3 separate regions of the Mus musculus genome follow, and regions 2 and 3 are each linked to region 1. The links are chromatin contacts, called in public Hi-C and HiChIP or PLAC-seq maps. All regions are on one chromosome and are shown on one strand. Each heading gives the region's core, a stretch centred on a gene start, on an enhancer-like site or on the middle of the called end of the contact. The rest is flanking DNA. Distances are from core to core; before and after follow the strand shown.

Region 1 (4,977 bases), core at 1,076-3,575:
GTCACAAGTTTGGTGTGATTGCAAAGGGCACTGTTATCAGTTTCTAATGCTCAACGTACACAGTAGTTTTCTTTCTTGCTCTCTCTAGCCATGTAAATAATGATCTGTTGTCTCCGGCTCCCTCATATGTTCCTGTAAAGGTATTTCTGGCATTGCTTGCTAAGAGCTTTTCATCGTTCGGGAAAACACGTTCATGATGGCACCTCATGGCATCAGGAAATTTTACGTACTCAATTTCATGTTCACCCTGTCTAACACAATTAAAAGAGGCCAAATATAATTATTTTCCCTGTTGGTCATAATTTCTGGGTCTAGAAATGGACTCATGAAAGCAGCCAAGCCAAACAGAGTGGCTCCTGAAAGTCATTTGTGTTATATGTTGCGTGTCTACTTTTAGTCTGGGTACTTCTGCAACTTGTGTATGTCTATGGTACACACACACACACACACACACAGTACAGTATGCAGCCTCTAAGCAGCAGAGCCTCAAGCAAAGGGGACTCAAAGACAGGAAACAGTGCCGGTTTCAGCATTTGACCTCAACCACTGCGGTAAAGTGAATAAGTAGTTTTCTTCACTCCCAGTTATTTAGTAGATCAAGAATGGCTAGGGTTTTTGCTATGAACTAGAGTTAAAGTCTCATAATAATATGAACGTGGTCTTTCTGATCGAAATAAAGTTGTAACCAGGCACTCAGGAAGTAGCACTTCCTTGGGACAGGCAGAGTTTATGATTGGATAGAGAGAACATTTTGAGCACCCTTGAACTATACCAAATTGCATCTCTCAGGCAAACAACTGGATACTCTGACCTGGTGACAACAGTACTGACCCTGGCTCCCAGAAGCACTGGCCATACCAGATGTCTGAAGAGCCATTGGATTTGAGCCTGTGTAAAGCTAGCCATGTGCTCCTGGGAGACCTTGGTCTGTGACCTAAAGGTAGAAGCTGCTTCATGTCTTTCCAGCATTCAAATTAAAATGATCTGACTTTAAAAGTTCATCTCAGCTTTATCACTAAGAGCCTTCCAGTCTCTCTGGGTCCTATATAAAAATGTGGTATCTGAAAAATAAATAGGAGTCTCTTTACTTTTAGACTGTTATGGCAATATACAATATTATTTTAGTCACAATGGAAAGGGAGTTTTGTCTAGCACCTAGGACCTCTCTGCTGCTTAGAAATCCCAAGACAGGTCTGTGAAAAAAAAATTAACATTTAAGGACTAAAATTAATCACAGTCATAAAATCATTTCTAAAACTATTATTGATCTTTTTTTTTCCTATTTATGATCTATATTCCCTCAGAGCAGGTGAGCAGGAAATCCAAAAACATATCAAATAAACATTAATCCTTGTTCTGGGTGCCCTTCCAGGAAATATATTTATATATATATGGAACCATATATATAAATGGATCTCACCAAAAGCATATACAATGCTTAGGTGGCTTATTGAAGCTGGAGAAAAGCTTCAAGAATAATTCCCCTGCACTTACCCACCAGCTCAGACCCTTGTTAGGTTTCACTCTGTCGTTCCTTCAACTTGACATCATCCAGAGTTGCCAGACTGTGACATTTAATAACGGAAGAGCTCTCTGTGGAGTGGCCATTTACCAATGAGTATAGGCGCCATGCTATGTTGTAGTTCCTCAAATAACCACAAAACATCTACAGATGGAGTTATATGGCCAGAGTATGCTGTGTAGCTTCCTTTTCATTTTCTTCTGACAGACAATATTTTTGTCCATGACAATTTCCTGATAATTGATGAAAGGCGTGTCACAATATTGATCTCTTCAGCTCTTGCTGTGGCTAGGCAGTCCCATGCCTCCACCTTGTAGACCAGTTGCCTCAGCCAGTTTGACTGCTTATAAATACTGTGATAAGGCAAGGAGAAACTCACTCTGGTTCTCTTTGGGGGATGTGGTATGAAAAGGGTTAACCATTACTTACACAATGGTTTCTATGGGAATATATGGCCATTTTGTATGTCTGTGTTGTGGCTAACTTAACCATCCCTCTGATTTATAGACTTTCAACTTGTTTTCCAGTTTTTGTCAACATTCCGTTATTTTTGTCTTCTATATCTTCCTTAAACATTTCTTAAGACAAGTTCCTGGTGAAGATTTGCTAACTAGGATCCTCCTTAGGGCTATAGATTGCAAGTATCCATGTCCTTTCTAACCTGTGCTAGGGACTAATTTGGACGCAGAATGCTTATAACTGGATTGCATCTTATTCTCACAGGTCACTCACATATATCGCTTCAGGGTGGTGACTCAGTCCTTACCCTGCTGAGACTCCTTGCTGAGAATACAATAAACACAATTGTTACCTTATTTGGTTGTTATGAGGAGCCAGTGAGGTCACAAGTAGAACACTCAGAAAAGCCCTGAGTCACTGCTACCACGTGTTAATTACCACCTATCTTCAATAACTACAGTAATGGTTCTATACTCACAAAATACATAAAAACACATTTTCCTCAATTCCAAAAGCACTGAGAACCAAACCCTCTGATGTACTGGTTCTTTAAACCAGTAATTCTCAACATGAGTGTTGCAGTCCCTTTGGCCAATCTCTATCTCCAAAAATATTTACATTATGATTCATAACAGTAGCAAAATGACAGTTATAAAGGAGCAATGAAAGTAATTTTTATGGCTGGGGGGTCACCACAGGAGGAACTGTATTAAAGGGCCATGGCATTAGAAAGGCTGAGAACCACTGCTTTAAACCATGAATAGAATTTCACTTTAGAGAGACATGCTTCAGTTGCTTATGAGGTAGAATTCATGAACTTAGACATCTTTAATAGTCTAAACATTTTATAATTTGTTTTCAAAAGTGGCCATTTTTCTTTGTTTTCTCTCTCTCTTTCTCTCTCTCTCTCTCTCTCTCTCTCTCTCTCTCTCTCTCTCTCTCTCTCTCTCTCTCTCTCTCTCTCTCTCTCTCTCTAACAGAAATTTTGAGGCCTCTGACCTCACTCTGGGTGACCTGAATAAGGGAAATGCCCAGGTAATTGGAACCTTCTGGATGTGGTCTAGATAAGGAGTGTGCTTTTACAACCGGCACTGCCCAGGATAATCACCTGGGAGACTTTAAAAGCTGCCGATAGCTAGGCCTCACCCAGAGGGACTTTCATTTAATTGGTCTGATTTAATTACCTGGCATCAGCACTGTTAAAGGCTCTCCAGGTGACTCTAACATGAAGCCAAGTCTGAGAGTGGTGCTGTAGGTGGGTACTGATTAATTCTGGGTCAGCTGGGTGTGTCTTACAGGGCTGCTGAGGATTGCTTTCAGAATCAGCCAGCCCTCTCAGGCAGCTAAGTCAGTTGCCATAGGATAGCACAGTCTACAACATTTTCTGATTGCGAAACCAAAGCGCGCTGCTTAGCTAGGCTTTGTGAAATCTTAAGAATTAACATTCTGAACGGTTCCTATTTCTTCACGAGTTTCTATTAATTGAGCACAAACCCCAAAGTTACACCTTAAGTTTGGCGGTAGAAAAGAATATTCTATAGCTTGTTCATGGTCCTTACTATGTTTCCTCCATGTTTTTGTGGCTACTGATGAATCCATTACCACAAACATTAAACACATGCAGACGAAATCACAGATATGCTGTGTGTGTATTTACCAGTTTGATCTTCCATCTACTCTGAGTACAAGTGTCTTGAGTACGTGGGAAATTGTCCTTGAGCTAGGAATATTCCATCACAATGCATTTTCAAGGAGGAGATGTAAAGGCAACTTCAAAGAACGCAGAACTCAGGAAGATGCTGACTTCCTAGGAAGCCCAAGAAGGCAGATTGTTGCTTCTGTGACTTTAAAGATGTAAATAGAAACAACTTCGGCAAAGGGTTTCTATAATTAGCTTTCATCCCTATTCTAAAAGTTGCTTATGGCAGAGAATTTAATAGTGTATGAAAGCCGCTGTTTAAAAACTTAAGTTGAGCTCTCTGAAAGTTTAATGAAAAAATTAGTATGTTCAGACTCTTGTGGTTTCTCTAAAGTCATGTGCTAATTCAGCAGCAGATCTCTGTCACTGAAACATTTTGGGAGCAGGGAGGGTGGTAAATGCTCTGGTAATTTTCTTGTCTCCAGGCATAGTTTACTGAAAGCAATAACATGAGTTTAAATTAGAAATTAAATGAATTAGTGTTCCAAACTGGGGGTGTGGTTATGGAACTGGTAGTTAGACCAACAAATGTGTCTTTTTAAAACATAGTAACTTTACCCAGTTGTTCTTCCAAAGCCACAACAGAGGACAATCTGATCAGCTAACATACCTCCCTGAAGAAGCCACAAGCTCCAAGGATGTCTTTGCAGAGTGTATTCAGCAGCAGGACCAGGAAACCACATCCTAACCTCAAGAAACAGCCTCATCATATTGGTGCCTCTCCTAGGCTGCCAATCATCTGTAGGTACTTCTGGGCTGGCCAACCATGCTGTCCCATGGCTGGTTCCTCTCTCTTGACAATTCACTGTAGATATGTATCCTATGGGTATGAGTCAAGTCTTGGAAAAGAATTAAACTGAGCCTCTCCCACCCCACCCACATTTTATCTGTGTGTCAATTAATCCAGAATCAGAGAACCGACCTCATTTCTGCAGTTGAAAGAATTAATGGACTTCTTGCCTCTCCCTTTACTGTGTGAAAGAAAAGTCTTACTCATGTTAATAACAACGGTGATTGGGCTCCACAGTTACGGACACTTGCTGCTCTTGCAGCGGACCTGAGTTTAGTTCCTAGCATCCTATTGGTCAGCTCAGTCACATATAATTCCATCTCCAGGGTATCTGATGCTCTATTCTAACCCCTATTGGGACTGCACACATCTTTGCAGACATACATGCAGACATACACATATCTGCCTAGAGAAAAAGAAACCACATATTAAAAAATAGCAATGGTCATTGACAGTTATACCAATGAGTGATCATCTCAAACAAGGATGTTATTGTTGACATTCTAA
Region 2 (4,977 bases), core at 1,268-3,767, 360 kb before region 1:
CCCCTGCCTTCTTCTTCTCTCCCCTACAAATAAAGGCCTTTTCTGGGTTTGTTTCTTTTTGTTTGTTCCGCGACTCATTGAGTTTAACCAAGGTAGGCTGCCTGACTATAGCACTTAAATTATCCCTTGCGAGCATCCACATCTGTATTTGCCAGGCACTGGCATAGCCTCATACAAGGCAGCTATAACAGGGTCCCTTCAGTAAAATCTTTCTGGCATATGCAATAGTGTCTGGGTTTGGTGGCTGATTATGGGATGGATTCCCGGGTGGAGTATTCTCTGGATATTTCATCCTTTCGTCTTAGCTCCAAACTTTGTCTCTGGAACTCCTTTCATGGGTATTTTGTTCCCTAGTCTAAGGAGGAATGAAGTATCCACCCATTGGTCTTTCCTCTTCTTGATTTTCTTGTGTTTTGCAAATTGTATATTGGGTGCTCTATGTTTCTGGGCTTATATCCACTTATCAGTAAGTGCATATCTAATGACTTCTTTTGTGATTGGGTTACCCCACTAAGGATGATATCCTCCAGATACATCCATTTGTCCAAGAATTTCATAAATCCATTGTTTTTAATAGCTGAGTAGTACTCAATTGTAGGACCCCCAATGGAGAAGCTAGAGAAAGCACCCAAGGAGCTGAAGGGGTCTGCAACCCTATAGGTGGAACAACAATATGAACTAACCAGTACCCCCAGAGCTCATATATCTAGCTGCATATGTAGCAGAAGATGGCCTAGTTGGCCATCACTGACAAGAGAGGTCCCTTGCTATTGCAAACTTTATATGCCCCAGTACAGGGGAATGCCAGGGCCAAGATGCGAGAGTCGGTGGGTAGTGGAGCAGGGCAGAAAGAGGGTATAGGGAACTTTTGGGATAGCATTTGAAATGTATATAAAGAAAATATCTAATAAAAAAAAGAATTAAGAAAAATTATCCTTTGCAGTCTGATGAGCTCACCAGCAGATACACAACTGTAGACAGTGAGTCTATCTTTCCCAGAATCTTTTAGTAGCCATATATATCCCCCCCCAATATAACTAATTGTTGACAGGACCACACTTGCACAGGCCCAGTGTAGGTAACAGCAGCTCCTATGAGTTCAAGATTCATGATTGCGTCATTTTTAAAATGGATGGCACTTTACACATTTTCCCCCTATCTTCTGACTTTTGTATTCTTTCCAGTCCTCTTCCATGATATTCCTCATACTTCAAATGGCAGTTCAGGCAAGCTCTCAATAATTTATTCTTTATTCTCAGCAGTTCTGGTCCTCTGCATCCACCTCTGTCCACCTGGGTCAACCCTGGCCTCATCTTCTCTTCCCCATTCATACATCTGGGCACACTACCTACTTTTAATGAAATGAAATTTGTCATTTTATAATATCACTGGAAAAAGTAAGAGGCTCTTGGTGGTTAAAGTGGAGAGAGGACATAATGAATATGAAGGAAATATGTAGGAAACACTCATCATATTTGCCAGAACTTCAATAAACTTATGTTTTAGAAATCAAATATATATTGATTTTAGTAATGTTCACACATTCATTCTTCCTTCTCTTGGATTTTTGTTTATTTCTTTTCACAGTCCCTTAGAAGATTAATAAAGCAATCTAAAATTACAAATTGAAGCTGTCTAAATCAAAGTCTTAATCCTACAATTAAGACCTACTTTAGAATTTAAGAAATGTAATAATTATCTTGATAGGATCAATGTAGTCAAAGAATAAACATATGTAGTTCTCGACACATCAAATTTCAAGTCATTCTCATATTAAGATGACCTATTTTAGAACAAAATGCTCTAATCTGCTCAGTAGTAGTTTTTAAATCCATACTGGATACCTCACCTCAGCGATGAGTTTTTTTTTTTCTTGTCTCACTTACATTGTATGTCTTCCTTTTGGAATTTAAAATGTAAACTGAGCCATGCTACAATGTTAAAGAAGTTATCTGAGCAAATAAAAACTATTGAATTGAGAAACTCCAAATCAGAAGTTGAAGTTCCCTGAAGGTTGGGGAGGAGAAGTTTTTATAAGATGAATATGGAAGCCACACAAGAAAACATTTGATTGACTCTAAAGTTTGATTCACATAGTCTACCCCTCTGGGAAGTTTCTAGTTATGTTATTATAACTCAGTCGACTGCTTCACATTGGTTGAGTGTAAGTTATGTTTTTCTTTAATATAGGTCCTGACATTACATAACTCAAGTTAAAATTTGTATGTGTTTGCAAATTAAGCCAAGTTAAGATTGCATGTAAGGTCTTGTTAGCTACACAGGGGTTTTTCAGGCCTGGTTTGTATTTCAATTTACCTTAACAGGAATTTCTTTTCGTCTGAAGGAAGACTGTTTTGCGGGGAAAGGTTCTACTGGGAAGGCAATTAGGACAACATTGCATGAGTTTTCCAGATGGAGTCTCTCAAAAAAATCTCTCAAAGCCACAGGTGAAGGAAACTGGAGCATAAAGAGATCCCAGAGGGAGAAGTAGAGATTTGAATATAGGGCTGCTGTAATGGTGTATCTCTCCAAGAACATCTCCAAAGCAGAGGACTGCTGCAGACCCACTGAACTTCCTCAGGGCATCCCAGCCCCTGTCAACTCCCAATGAATTCTGTGACTTTAACTTTTGAATCCTTATTTACTGAAACATCTATGATAATACCCTTCTATGAAGTTGTCCCTTTTCCTCTATGCAAAATGGCCTTTAGTAACTGACTACTATATGGCACTGTATCATTCAAGATTCACTTCAAGGCTTACTGTGTGGAATCCTTTTGACTCAACCCACAATGGGCAGCTTTACAGTTTTAGCTACTTTACGATCTTGCACAAATTATGTTAAGTGGATGTCACAGTGTGTTGGAATGATTTGGACCTAATCTGGCATTTCATGGAGGGTTGGACATCCTATTTGGCATTATATGCTTAGACTTAAGCTCAATAAATATTAGCAAGTGAATTTGTGTTGAAGAAATGAGTGAATCAATCTATGCTTGAGAAATAAGACACTAGCAGATGCCAAAAGAACATTATTTTCGCCTCTAGAGGTTATGGTCTGTGACAAAGAAGCTTATCTGTGGACAGGAGTTGAATTCATAGAACCCTGCCTCATTTGGCATGCTTAGATAGCAGTGTGACAGGAAATGACTAGAGAAATTTGAGCAGGATGGTGTAGTAGCCTCTTTTACCACCTAGAAATGCTGACAGCTCACCATATTTCCTAAAATCAGCAACAAAATCCAAGTATGAATATCACTCAGTGGAATGTTATGGTTAGGTCAAAGGAACAGTATTCAGATGGGAAAATATCCAAAAACAATGGTCTGAAGAAGTAATTCTTCTCCTTAAAATAAAATTGTTTCCAGAGGCTGTGGCTTGCAGGGCAATAGCATCAGCTGATCAGCATTGGGTAGAAGATTAGAGCCCCAACACACACACACACACACACACACACACACTCATGAGAATTTGCCATCTGTGATGGCATTTCTAAAAGGATAGTGATCCAGGTTTGACTTTACCTCTTCTGGTGATGGGCATCTTTATTTAGGAGCAAGTCCATTTTACTTTAGATTATTTGCATGGTTGGAGCCAAAATCTGCCTGTACCCAGTGACTCTGCTTCCTCTGTCCAGAGCTACAAGGAATCTAATTGGGTTCTGTATAAAAGCTTCTCATGGATTTCAATGCACCAATCGTTTCCCCCAAAGCTCCTTTTCTCCAAGATTAGAAACACTCCGTTTCATAGAATAATTCCTTGTAGGCTGTTGGCTTAAAAGCATTCAGTCCTCCTTGGTCATAGTCCAATGGACACACTCTGGTGCAATCTCTAAATGTGAAAGAGCTTTGTTAATGTGCCTAAGCATTGCAGCCCACAAGGATGCAGATTTTTACTTTATGCATACAAAATACTTCATTATTACAGCCAGATATTCCAATATATTCAGTGAATAAACAGATCTTTTGACTGTGTGCCACAAATGGGGTGGGGGGGTAGGATGGAAAGGCAAGTGAAACTGTATTTGCACCAAGAAGACAACAACCTAATACAGATTTAAAAGTGTCCTCTCACATGATATTATCTAAGTCTATAATTGACAGAAAACTATGCATGATCATTAAGTAATGAATATTTTCAGCTTTTAAGAAACCATGGATCAATATTAGATGCCATGATATGGAGCAAAAGCACCTTTAAAAAACCACTGCTGTTGTTTCTAAAACCTAAATGTTGAACTGTGTTCAATCCTTCCTAATTTCACTGTGTCAATCTTGCTTTTATGGAAACATAGCAAGTACTTGTCAATTTCTATCCTGTCACTAAGACTGTTAGTTTTAGTCTTTGGATCAGCTCTAGGTCCAAGTGAAACAGGAACACAGACTTTCTGTAGACAAAATGGTTTCCGTTCTGTTTTCCCAGCAGAAATATGTGCTGTGGAATTTGGGTAATGGGAAGTGGTAAGGCATATATTTAGAAAAGACAGTTTATTCCACAATAGACAAATATAGACATTGGGAATTTTATCCACCATGACTCATAGCTGGTTTGAGGTTTCCCATCCCTGGCTGTTAGCATGTGGAGAAGTTGGGAAACAGATATAAGGGCAGCAGATTGTTTTTGTTTTCACACCAATTTCTGACCACCATACTGCAAATAGCAAGGTTGCAGTAACTCCAACCCTGCTGCAGTTAACCATGTAATAGGAATAGTCATACTTTCTTTGTCTTTGTCCTGCTGTGTTGCTTCCAGTGGCCCCTATCATGGGCCCAAACTGAAAACTCCCTTCAGGCACAAGCTTGAAAATATATACTACGTTGTATCCTTGTTGTTTCAAATAGGACCTGCCAGTAAAGTATGCTCTATTGACATGTGATTTGTAAATGTTTGTTGAATAAGTGAATGGGTTTGAATCAAAATGGTTATAAATTATTCATATGCTTAGTTGGCAATTTTTTTTAAAAAAAAGGACTGAGA
Region 3 (4,977 bases), core at 1,604-4,103, 350 kb after region 1:
TCAGCCTTGTGAATATCATCCCAAAGCCAGGATTTGAGCAAAAGTAAATCAAGCAAAAAAAAAAAAAAAAAAAAAAAAAATCACTGAACAGAGAGAGTCTCCTGTCTACTGTGTCACTTCTCGCTCAGCAACCCCTTCCATAGAGGTCAGGTTATAACAAGAAAAACTTAAATAATTTGGAGAGTTTAATAGATGTGTTATAGAATAATAAGCCAAGTGAAAATCATGCAGCAATTGAAAATAATTACATAGATTCTAGGGGTCAACATGAAAAAAAAAAGTCATGATATATCATTAAGAAAAAAAGGGTTAAGTTCAGATTAATGAGAATAGAGGCCATTTGTGCGCAAAACAGTATGTTGCACTGTGTGTGCACATGTGTGTATGTGTGCCAAGCATCTCTCTCGCTGTGCAGAAGTCCCCAGTAGAGATACTTACATCATGATGAGTTGGACAAGTCCTTGTGGTGGGTGGGCCCACACATTGTAGGATGGTTTACAGGATCTGGACTACTCCACCAGGTACCAGTAGCAAGAGATTTGCAAACTCCTGAAGCTACCCCAAAAGTGACAATCAAAACATCTCTAGATATCTCTAGATAACGTCCCTTGAGAGGTAAAAGCATGCCCTTTTGAGCTCCATTGCTCTGAGCAGTAAGGCTTGGGGGAGGGGGAGGTTGCCTTATTTTCCTTCTCTCTTCCTCTGGGGTACTTGATTTATCTTTGTCTCCTTGTTTGAGTTTACCATGAGCATTCTTAGATTAGAAAAGAAAATTAGTTTGTAGATGTTTTAGAGGGAAAAGGTTTAGAGATTCACCTCATCGCTCACTATGAAACCTGAAGAAACTGAACTTGTCTGTCTGTTAAAAGAAAAGAAAAAAGAAAAAAGTTCTCAGGAAAGCTGGGCTGCCATTTTGATTGATGTCATGGGTACATGCAATGTATTTACTCCAAAGAGCTTAAGGCTCTGGGGGGAAAAAAAATCAGAATACACATTCTTTTTATAGCCCTCAAAATAACAGCAACAGAACTGTTAGAGGAAGTGGCAGCCAAATCAAGATATTTAGCTAAGGCAACTGGTATTCAAATCTAAGGTTATGCTTTTTTAAAGTTGCCCTAGGCACAGTGTCCTGGATGTCCACACTGGAAAGCTGATTCACTTGCTAATTTACTCAGATTATGACAGGAGACTCTTGGTAAATATTAGTTAGGGTTTTAATTAACAACATTTAATTGGGGCTGGTTTACAGGTTCAGAGATTCAGTCCAGTATCATCAAAGTGGGAGCATGGTAGCATCCAGGCAGGCATGGCGCAGGAGGGGCTGAGAGTTCTACAGAATACTGGCTTCCAGGCAGCTAGGATAAGGGTCTTGAAGCCCAGACTCAACAGTGACACACCTATTCCAACAAGACCACACACCTCCTAATACTGCCAGTCCCTGGGCCGAGCAGATACAAATCATCACACTTGGAGTCACTGAATTCCTTGAGAATGAAGGAACATTGGCAGTTCTGGTGTAGATTAGTTTGTGCCCTATGCGCATTAAGCTAGGTAATTCAGATATAGACTACTTCTTGTGGGACAGCATTTGGGATCAATGTCTGGCTACAGCTATGTGCTGCAAGATCATCCCCACTAGGCAGCTTCCTGGTGGGTCCATCTGCAAGCCTAGCTAGAGCTTTTAGCTGAGTAAGCACGAAACCCAGGAGTCTTCTGGGCTGCCTAACTGGGCAAAGAGAAACTTCCACGGAGGACACTAAAAGTTCTTCAAAGTGAAAGGGGACAAACGGAAAACACACCAAACAACATAAAGGAGGAATTAGAGGATGCAAGGAGGGCAAAATTAAAGAGAAAAGGCAGAGGCAGGGCAAGGAAGGCAATACCCAAAGAGAACAAAGCATCGAGGCGTTTGCACAGCAGGGCAGCGGGAGCAAGACCTTAGAGCGCTGGGGAACAAGGATTTGGGAAGGAGAAAAAGAAAAGAGTGTTCTGGTTTTGCTTTTGTTTTTAGTTTGACTTTGTTTTTCCACCGTTAATTTACATTTTATTCACTTTACATCCCGAAGGAACGTCCCCATGCCTCTTCCCAGTGCCCCCTCCCCAGCTTCCCCCCCCTCCCCAGCTTTCCCCCCCTCCCCCTCCCCTTCTCCACTGAGAAGGGGGAGGTTCCCCTCCTGAGTACCAACCCACCCAGGCATATCACATCACTAGGCACATCCTCTCCCACTGAGGCCAGAACAAGGCAGCCCAGTTAGGAGAACAGGATCCACAGGCAGGAGAACAGGATCCACAGGCAGGCAACAGAGTCGGGGTAGCCCCTGCTCCAATTGTTAGAGACCCACACGACGACCAAGTTGCACATCTGCTACACCTGTGTGGGAGGCGGGGTGGGGGTAGGGGAGAGGGTGGAAGGTTGGGGGAAGAGGTGGGTCTTCTAGCCTTTGTATGCTCTTTGGTCGGTGGTTCAGTGTCTGGGAACCTCCAAGGATCCAGGTTAGTTGACTCTGGGATCTTCTCGTGGATTCTCAATTTCCTCTGGGCGCTTCTTTTTCCCTTATTTCTTTATTTATTTATTTATTCCCTTTGCATCCCGATGTAGTCTCTCCCCTCCCACTCCTCTCTCCTTACAAGGCCTCTCCCCATCCCCCTCCCTTTCTTAAGCACACAGTAGTGGTCAGTGCTGGGGACGGCTTCAGGAACGGTTGTTCCCTGGGCTCAGAGATGGGTGAATTTCTGCTCTTTTTCAAAGTAGTCGTTGTACTCCTTAAGTCACCATAGTTTAGTTTCACAGTGTTTACCCATGAGTCAGTCGTTCTGTCACATGTTAGACAAGTCTCCTTTTCCTGCTTCTGCTCCTAGGTTGTTGGTCCCTAGCTGTATAGGGCTTCTCAACCGCTCCTCTCCCTCTCAGAGGGAGTAAGTTTCTTTTCTGACTCCACGAAAGATAATGTCATAGATGCATGACGCACACTCTGTGTGTGGCTTTGGAGCCCTTCCAGTAACATTATAACAGCAACAGCCAGAAATGGAAGGGAAAAAAAAAAAAAGATGATGATAAACTTCAGCGTTGGTATTAGGACTAGCAATGTCCTCTTCCTCCTGGGACAGGAAGGGAAGAACACATATTCTGAGGCCCCATACAAAATGAGACATCATTTATTCACATTGCCTCTAGGCTACAAGGCAGCTAGAGGGCTGACTTCTGAAAACCTTTCTCCTGCAATATAGAAAAGCATCGTATTAAAAATTAACCATTAAAAAATAAATACACTCCCCCACCTTTCTAGTATTATTTGTGGCAGTATTTAAGTGATTTTTTTTTATTTTAAGGATGAGATGTTAAAAATTATGAAACAGCAGCCTGCAGGCTCCCTTCCACATAACCTTATTCAGAGCAGTGGCTCCTAATCTCAGCGTTGGCACTCTGTAACATATTTCATCGGTTTCGGTAAGACATTACATAGAAATTTGGGGTTCCCTTCCAGTGAAACTGCACAGGTTGATTGGAATACCAAGCACCTTTGCTTCTGCCTGATTGGCCTATTAAACGAGAGCAGCTCTAGAGTTGAACTCTTAACAGGCCTCAGATTTCTCATCTGTAAATTGGGTACACCCAGGCTCCCAGAATAATCAATATAAGCATTCAAGTTATGTAGTGTAAAGGATGTTTCTTGAGTGTATACTGTATCCCAGGAACTAGTCTAGTTACAGTGTTAAGGATTCATTTTTAATTTACAAACATAGTATGTCTATTATCCCTGGTGCGGTGTGAAGAAATTGAGGTATAGAAGAGTGTGGAAATAATGCTCAAGTACCCTGCATGGTTGAACAATACTGCTCCCAGAAGACACAGACTATTAAATTTCAATGTTATGAAATTTCATTTCTGACATAGGTTACCTCCCTATTAGTTACTGGTCAAAGAGACCCTAGAGTGCTGAGTCCAGTATGGATTTAGTGGGGATGGAATGGCATGGCTTCTATCCCTGGGATAGGGACAACAGGGCACGGACCTCTACCAGTGGCTGCTATGGGTGTAAGACTTATTTGTATAATAATGTACATATTTTCATGTTCCTCCAAGTAATGCCCTCCCTGCTAATGTTAATGACTCCATGATAATCATAGACGGTGAGTCTATGGCAAACAACAAAATGGCAAACACTGGGACCCTTCAGGACAGCCCTTAAGGCTGTGGAAAAGAAGCATAAAAAACCTGAGTTTGAAAATATATAATTTCTCAACTATGCATAAATATAAGGATGCAATATGAATTGTTTAAGGAGCTTCATAGATCTATAAGAACAGAGGCAGCTGCACTGTGAGCCAGCTTGTCAGAAAGATACAAAGACAGAATGGTACAAGTGTAGGCAAATTCCCATGTTCAAGGTCAGCCCGGGACAGAACAAATTTAGGCTCAGGTGTGCTCAGAATGGTAATTTCAGGGTAGGGTCCCACCTGCCTAGTTTATTATCTGTGCTTAACCAAGAAAGGCAGATCTTGGAATTCGTTTGCAATGTTAAAAAAAAAAAAATGTGCTTGCTGTCTCCTAAGAATCAAAGGGCTGAACCATAGGACAATCAAAAGGAACCTGGAATAAATGACTGAATTTGATATGCAAATAAAAAACAGGGCTTTTGTTCTGCAGGAGATAAACTAGCAGGAAATAGTAATACATGTTTTTTTTTTTTAGAATTTTTTTTTTTAGAATTTTTTTCTCTATCGAGAGCTGAACTATCTGGAGATCTCTGGAGAGCAAAAACAGTTCCTCAAGAATTTTTTTTTCCTAACAGGATTTCTGATTTTGGTCAGAAAACCCACAGAGGGCAAATGCAGCTCTTTTAGAATTTTTCATGGCTCTTTTAAACTTTTTCTAACAGTATGTCAGAAATCCCAAGAATTACTTAGACAGCTATCACAGTTCTCTTAGATTTTTTTTTTTTTTTTCTTTTCTGGCTTTCTGATTTTGATCAGAAA

The links. A called contact is a pair of places that touch in the nucleus more often than the background predicts. HiChIP or PLAC-seq counts read pairs in DNA pulled down with a chosen protein or histone mark.
Region 2: a contact with region 1 is called in a Hi-C map of tail fibroblasts, with 2.1 times the contacts expected there. The contact joins two enhancer-like sites. A contact is called at or near these places in 1 of 484 Hi-C or Micro-C datasets (tail fibroblasts) and 2 of 115 datasets of contacts at active chromatin or transcription factors (embryonic fibroblasts and pancreatic cancer cells).
Region 3: an HNF4G HiChIP or PLAC-seq map of pancreatic cancer cells shows a contact between it and region 1. The contact joins two enhancer-like sites. A contact is called at or near these places in 1 of 115 datasets of contacts at active chromatin or transcription factors (pancreatic cancer cells) and 1 of 9 other capture datasets (embryonic stem cells).

What each region holds. Positions count from the first base shown.
Region 1 is chr8:44,453,281-44,458,257 of GRCm38.p6, forward strand. No RefSeq gene overlaps it. Among named protein-coding and RNA genes, the nearest start is that of Gm30397, 310 kb to the right of the region's middle. Within about 2 kb of position 2,326, at least 49 of the 459 cell types and tissues checked have an H3K27ac peak or open chromatin away from gene starts, as enhancers often do. A contact at or near this core is called in pancreatic cancer cells and tail fibroblasts, where this site is marked.
Region 2 is chr8:44,090,489-44,095,465 of GRCm38.p6, forward strand. No RefSeq gene overlaps it. Among named protein-coding and RNA genes, the nearest start is that of Gm45488, 390 kb to the left of the region's middle. Within about 2 kb of position 2,518, at least 29 of the 459 cell types and tissues checked have an H3K27ac peak or open chromatin away from gene starts, as enhancers often do. A contact at or near this core is called in tail fibroblasts, where this site is marked.
Region 3 is chr8:44,802,693-44,807,669 of GRCm38.p6, forward strand. No RefSeq gene overlaps it. Among named protein-coding and RNA genes, the nearest start is that of Gm30397, 39 kb to the left of the region's middle. Within about 2 kb of position 2,854, at least 32 of the 459 cell types and tissues checked have an H3K27ac peak or open chromatin away from gene starts, as enhancers often do. A contact at or near this core is called in pancreatic cancer cells, where this site is marked.